Regions from separate parts of the Arabidopsis thaliana genome. Here region 1 is linked to region 2. The links are chromatin contacts, called in public capture Hi-C maps. All regions are on one chromosome and are shown on one strand. The core of a region is the stretch at or near the end of the contact, and the rest is flanking DNA. Distances in the headings are between cores, read along the strand shown.

Region 1 (3,668 bases), core at 151-2,650, 190 kb before region 2:
TTTACCGGCTCGACTTCTACAACAACAAAGGAAAACGACGTTAATCTTGGAGCCATAAATCGCTATGTAAATTCTTCAACAACCAATGAAAATACACATTCGTCTTACATTACATACCAATGAATCAATCCTCTAAGTTGAAGTACCTTGGTATGTATAATACTCGCTAATGCCATAGTTGTAGACGAAGAACTTGATCTCCGCATACACATCTAATGGTGGGTCGGTGATGCTTGAGTCATCAATTTTTACATAAAGATAAATAAGTCCTCTTGTGGTGTCCGAGTTTCCGTTAGGGTAGATTTTGAACGTCCTTTTAAAACGTTAATTTAAGAAAAAGAATAAGGGTTACAATTAGAAACATATATAAGCTAGGTAACAAATTAATGTTGTAATGGTCTTTAACGAAAACGACGTACCAGTTGATTCCATCGACAGTGAAAGGAAGGGACTCGTAATATCCATTGTTTACTAGCTCCATCATTTTCCCAAAAGACTCGAACGTGACGCTGTAAGTTGTTGGAGGACGTTCTCTCCAATATGGTAGAAGAGCGGTCTTGAGCTTCTCGTGTTTTTGTGACCCTTTAGAAGTTACTTTTAATTCGTATTTAGACATTTTTGATATATCAACTTATTATTTCTAGTAGCAAGAAATATTAAGAAAAAATTAAAAGCCATGGTATGTTTACGTTTGAACATTTTGATGATCTAAAAAATATATTAATAATGTATGTCTAAGATTTCGAATATTTGGAACAATAATTCTTATTTTTTGTAAATAATAATAATAATAATGTTGGTGTAGAGCTTTTATGAAGAAAGAAAAATTATATGATATAGTTTTCAATTTTGACACAATTGTTGTAGTTCATCCTTTGCGTACCTTCGGATATATCAGATTCCTGTATTCAAATGGAAAATTATGAAGAAAAATAAATAAAATAAGAAAAAGTCAAATACTCAATAAGAGTCATTGACATTAGTTACTTTTTTCTACTAACAATCACAACTTGCTTACAAATTGGTCCATTTCAGAAAAATGACTCGAAGATTAATAGGATGTGTTCATATAATTTGATCATTCACGGCTCAACAAATATATATCATCAAAACTCAAAAGAACTATCTATGAATCATGCATTAATACCGTCATAATTCATCATACATCACAAAAAATTACTAATCAAGAAACACCTCCAAGACTAAACAAGTCAACCCCTCTAAAATTCATGGATTATCGCAAACCGAAAATAGAAGCCAAAGAAAGTACCTCTTTGATATCAGCTTTTTTCCATAATAAATCATTGCTAATGATCTCTTCTTCTTTGATTGCATCTTTTTCCATGATAAACCAGATGGGAAAAATGAGTCCTTCACAATAACCACGTTTTACTCCGTCTTGGGAAATATTCTCAAAACTGCCTTTTTGTGTCTGATATTTAAGCAATAGTTTCAGCTTTTATAAAGACTTTCTTGACGTCAAACAAAAAATAATAAAAGGTTTCCCCTAAATAAATAAAGACTTTCTTTTGAGTCGTTTATGTGAATTGGTCGTGTTATGGAGCTTTTTTAAAGATGGGACATTGGTGAAGTTATAAGTTGACAATTTGAAAAGGGAAACATTATTTTAAGATACATCAACTAACTAAAGTCTTTTAGAAAAATACACTTACATTTTTGGCTACCCGAATGATAATACATGAACTCTTTGATTTTATTGTAAAATAGCTTCTTCATTTTTGATAAAGGGTTTTGTTGTATTGTAAATCTATATATTTTTCCTTATGAATGATTGTTTGTAACCAACATGGATTCATTATCATCGCCATGTTTTTTTTTCTTTGTTTGTACACTCAATTTAAATCTGATTTTTTTCCTTTTGATGAGAGTTTCCATCGAATGAGACCTAAATCATTACGTTTGAAATCTGTTTATAGTAATATTTTGCTGACTTTATTATTGTTAAATCCATTATTTCATTTTTTAAAATTTCTATATTTCTACATCTAACTAATTAGAGACATGCATCCTCTTCTTTTTTTTTCTTTTTTTTTCTTTATGTTACTATGTTACTATGTCGACACAAATTGTTTTTAAGTACAAGATTTTTAAGTCTTTTTTAACTTAATAATAAACCAACCGGCTTCATTTGGTCATTAATAAATCTGAATATAGTTTCAACATTCCAACAACCATGGCCACATAGTGGTTATATATATAACGATAAATATACTTAATTATTTATCAACAAATTATATACTTTGTTGATGAATTAGATTAATAGATGGAGATTAACATGTACTCGTGAGGCCTATTGGCATTAACAATTGCTGAAGCGTAGTCATAAATGTTGAGTTATCTCGATCGTGATCATACTTCATCAAGTTCTTCCAAATATGATCTCGGGTAACTAGTTCGCCTTCTTCAACAATTGCGTGTTTAAGCTAAAAACATTTTATCGTAAAAGTACAAAACATTACACATATTTTACCACTAATTTCCTGCTAATAAGAATGGTTTTATATTTCTCGAGATTAAAATATGTAGTTAAATTTGCAAAGCGAAATTAAACTTTTGGACTTCGTAATTTAATTTTAGCAAATAATTTGGATAGACATATGTCGTCATGCATAATTAACGTGGCTAGGAGTTTATTGGATAGGCAAAAAGTCAACTAGAATTCATATATAAATACAACCTCGTCTTTTGATTATAAAAGTGTGACAAAGAACAATAAAGAAGAAAAGGTTTTATATCTTTGAAGTGTATGAAAGATTAAAAAAAGTATGGCAAATATTCAAAACTCCGTTTGCCTCACTGCCATCTTGCTTATCCTCATATTGGTTTCAACCAATAATTTAATCAAGTAGGCCTATTCATTTCGTTTTTATTCTTAATATCGTAACCAAGTTAAGAAGAAATAATGTGGAGTTGAGAGAAAGAACTAAACTCCTTTGTTCCATTCGCAGCTCGGGTGGTCTCTCTTAGCTGATGCCATGTTTGTTTCGAAGAGAATTTGCTCTTGAAGCTATCATCCTTAGCTCTCCAAAGCGAACGGTCTTCCTCCCCAATTTGATTCCTTCGAACTAACTCAAGCTGATTCTCTATTTGGGTAAGAGTATCGACTCGATGATTTTGTCTTCAATGCAAGGCCAACGCTTCAGCAACAGAAGCATGTGTTGATATTCCCATATCAATAATTCCACGTGAACCCACTAGATCCACTAGCTTCCCTAGCGGGCACCATATATCATGTATATTATATATAACATCCTATTTGAAGTGTCTTTTAAAATATGTATATCTAGACACAAAAGAGGCTGAACAAATATAAATTCTTGCAACAATATCGAATTTGAATCCAAAATTTAACTTAAAAATATATAAGCTGGTCTTATTTTGTTAGTTAGTTGCGTAGGCTTTCAGCTTTCTTGTACTTGACCAAATGTAAAGTCTAATTCTATGAAAGCTTATAAAAATATATTTGCAAACCATAGCATGCTACATAACTTACAAAAATCTATGATTTAGCTACGGTTATGGCCAAGATAGTTAGAGCATCTCCATTGCATGTTTTTGGAGAGTGTCTTTAAATAACTAAAGTTACAAAATATCGTTAAATAAATGTAAATGCTCATTAAATTAAAGACATTATTCTTAAAAATGTT
Region 2 (3,685 bases), core at 1,103-3,602:
TTTGTAACATCTTTAAGATCTTGTTCATGATCATCATTCTTGAGGTTTCTGTATTTGTAAAACCAAGAGCAGACAAGGAAGTAGCCGAAATTAGAGACTCCTATAATGACTAATACCAAGTAAACATTGTCAACCCTTCCGTGGTTTATGTCATTTGGTAACCACTTGGTGGTCCTCTGGATCACATCGATAAGAGCTGTGCTCAGATAGAAAGAGATTCCCATCACCACCGAGGTCAATGAAGTCGCTGTGTTCCTTAGAGACTCAGGGAATTCTCCATAGAATATTGCAATATTTGCTGGAAAATGAAAGGCCTCACCTATTCCATTAATCACGAGAGCAGGAACCAGCCATAGCACTGACATGAGATGGCTATTTTCAACTGTTTTCAGCCTCTTTGCTTCAACAACGGCTGATATCGCCATGCTTAAGATTGTCAAAACGTGGCCGATCCCGACTTTTTGTAGCGGTGTCAGCGGTTTGCGGATTAGCTTCTGATACATGGGATAGGTAGTCCAGTTGTTAAGTATGATAAAGACGCATCCAGAGACGAGTGCTATGACTTGCATAGACCCAGCAGAGACTTTGAAGTGTGGGCCAAGTTTACGGTCCATGACCATAGCTTGGAGGACAGTCATGCTCATTTGCACCGCTAGGGGAGCGCTGAGGAACATGACAGATGTCCAGAGAGGGACAAGTCGGAGAACGGCTTTGAAATCTTCTACTTCCTGAACAGAGCATAGCCTCCACATGTTATTATTTGAGTCTCCTTCTGTCTTCAATGCTGCACGGTTCAAGAACCTGCATAATAAAAATCCCTCTTTATTAGCTCTCTTTTTAAGTTCCATGAATCAGGAAAGCTTTTTGTTTTCACCTGAAGCTCTTGGAGGGCATTGCAACATAAGTCTTGGTCTCTTTTTCGAGCTCGCGGTGATGATAGTCTTCGTCTTTGTATGAAATCACAGCCTTTCGTTTCATTGTAGCAGCGACTAAAACGCGAACTAGACTTGTATAAGGACTTCCCAAAGGTTGGTCATGCTCGTAGAGTCTCTTCCCAGCGACGAAAATGATGAAACTGATCAAGTTAGCAGCGACGCAGAGACCGAATCCAAGCTTCCAGCTAGCATTGTCCTGTGCATATACAATTGCTGTCGTGCCAGTAATCGCTCCACCATATAGTGTGAAAAAGTACCAGTTGAAGAACCTTCCTTGTTCTTTAGGTTTCTTATATTGGTTTGCACCTGCGGATGCCAAGATGAACCGCGTCCCAGCTGTTCCAGTGATCACTAGAGCTAAGGCTGCATACAAGATCCCAAGTTGTAGTTTTGATGGTGATTGGCATAAAATTGATCCCGTTTCACACGGTCTAGGTCTCAAATAGTCCAAAGATGCAATAAGAGTCAAGAGCGATATTCCCTGAAAAATGTTTCAAAACAGGTAAGCTTTTATATCAGAAGTTGTTTAAGAAAGCATTAGGCATGCGGTGACCTAGTGTCTAGCACCTAAAACGCTTAGTCGGATAACCTTAGGCAGTTTAGCCAGTTTAGACATTTATTACATAAAACATTAGAAATATGAGCTTATACTTAAAACATTATATAAAATACATATTAGAAAAATAAAAATAGAATATCGTAAACAAAGTATAGACAAAACATTTCTTTAATGTACATCAAAACAATATATGAACGATTGTAACTATGTATATAGAGATAAAACCTACTTGAAAATTAGAAAATGCACTAAAACTAGGCGTATATACATTTTAGGCGGTCGAAACAGTTGTTTAGGCATTGTCTGAGCGCCTTAAACTAGGTCTGTGTAATTTTAGGCGGTCAAAACGGTTGCCTAGTAACTGCCGATACCGTTTTTAAAACACTCATAACACATAAAAGAATTGGTGAGTGTTAAAACTTACAGTTAGAGAAATGAAAGCGGAGGCTGAGATGACAGGAATGTTCCCAAAAAAGGAATCGGCTAGGATGGCTGCGACAACAGGCAACATGTTGACAACTCCATTGACAATATTTGAAATCTGAACAGCTGCGATGCTCTTGATGTTGAATTCCTCGATCAAGAAGACGATCAAGTTCATTACCCATCCAAAATAAGTTATCGACATGCCTAACAATGTAACTGCACCACATAAAAACTTTACAATCATCAACATCTGTTTATGTTTTGAGTTCACATAAACAAAAGAGTCAAAAACACAAACCGAGCATGAACGGTAAAGTGATCCAGCCACCATGCTTGCTAGAGCGATGCGCTTCTTTGTCACCAGAGTCTGAATTAGCCATGGCAGAGAACAAGTGGAAGCAGGAGGTACTTTGACTTGTGTTTGAGTGTTATAATGCAGTTTAGATAACAACCGTAACCTATATATATAAGCAAATCCATATCAATTATTATATGTTGGTAGTGATCTTTTTTGGTGGCAAAAATTTCATATCAGATTCTGACAGTTCATCTCCTAGTGTCGTTTGCCAATATCAGGTTGGTGAATGTAATAAACAACTAAAAAGCAATCGCCCATATCTTGCCTTATCTTCAGTAGCAGTAAACCACTCCACAAGCATAAGAAAAGTATAAATAGACAAAGATTCAAGAACTTTAAATAAATTTTATTAAAATTTAATATACTCTCGACCAATCATTGAGTCACTTTTGTATGATAAGACCTTAAAATTATTAATTATGAATCAGGAAATACAGAAATGATTTCCTTTTTCTCCAACAAAAAAAAAAACCAAACCACGTTTCTCACATTTCAAACTCTGTTAGAATTAAGCAAGATAGTGAGAGTGGTTATGTAGTTGTTGAAAGAGTTTTTGTTGTCTGATTATTGTCATAAAAAAGGGTCTTTCAAGATGATCAAAACAACAAAAACCACAAGAACAGAACACGTTGTGTCTTAGGTTGTATCGTCTTTTGGATCTTGTTCCTGATCATCATCATCATTCAGGTTTCTATATCTGTAAAACCAAGCGCAGACAAGGAAATAGTTCAAGACTCCTACAATGACTAAAAGCCAGTAAACATTGTCAACTCTTCCATGGTTAATATCATTTGGTAACCACTTGGTGGTCTTCTGGATCAGAGTGATCAGAGCTGTGCTCAGGTAGAAAGATATTCCAATCACCACTGAGGCAATGAAGTCGCGGTGCTACTCAGAGACTCGGGGAATTCTCTATAGAATAATTCAATATTCGCCGGAAATTGGAACGTTTCTCCTATTCCTACTATCACAAGGGGAGGAACCAGCCATAGCACTGACATGGAATGGCCATTAGTAACTGTTTTCAGCCTCTTTGCTTCCACAATGGCGGATATCGCCATGCTTAAAATGATGAAAACGTGGCCTATACCGACTTTTTGAAGCGGTGTCAATGGCTTATGGGCTAGCTTCTGGTACATGGGATAGACAAGGCAATTGTTCATTAAGATAACAATACATGCAGTGATGATTACTATGACTTGGAGGGACCCGGCCGGGATTTTGAAGTGAGGCCCGAGACCGCGGTCTGTGACTAGAGCTTGTAATATAATCAAGCTTGTTTGCGTCACCATGGGAGTACTAACGAAGATGATGGCTAGTAACAGAGGGAGAACTCGGAAAACGGCTTTAAAATCTTCTACTTCTTGAACAGAACATAGCCTCCAGTTGTTATTAACTGAGTCATCT

What was found. Capture Hi-C pulls out chosen DNA fragments and counts their contacts.
Region 1: a contact with region 2 is called in a capture Hi-C map of seedling, with 2.1 times the contacts expected there. A contact is called at or near these places in 1 of 26 Hi-C or Micro-C datasets (callus) and 2 of 3 other capture datasets (root and seedling).

The regions. Positions count from the first base shown.
Region 1 is chr3:16,962,837-16,966,504 of TAIR10.1, reverse strand. It overlaps AT3G46190 (TRAF-like family protein), which reads right to left and starts at 1,400. Exons shown (of 8, transcript NM_001339236.1): 1 at 1,271-1,400; 2 at 884-902; 3 at 420-582; 4 at 147-313; 5 at 1-16. The coding sequence starts at 1,345. It also overlaps the pseudogene AT3G46186.
Region 2 is chr3:16,777,380-16,781,064 of TAIR10.1, reverse strand. It overlaps AT3G45700 (Major facilitator superfamily protein), which reads right to left and starts at 2,352. Exons shown (of 4, transcript NM_114439.3): 1 at 2,219-2,352; 2 at 1,919-2,136; 3 at 875-1,416; 4 at 1-801. The coding sequence starts at 2,300. It overlaps AT3G45690 (Major facilitator superfamily protein), which reads right to left. Exons shown (of 5, transcript NM_114438.1): 4 at 3,262-3,685; 5 at 2,915-3,166. The coding sequence ends at 2,915.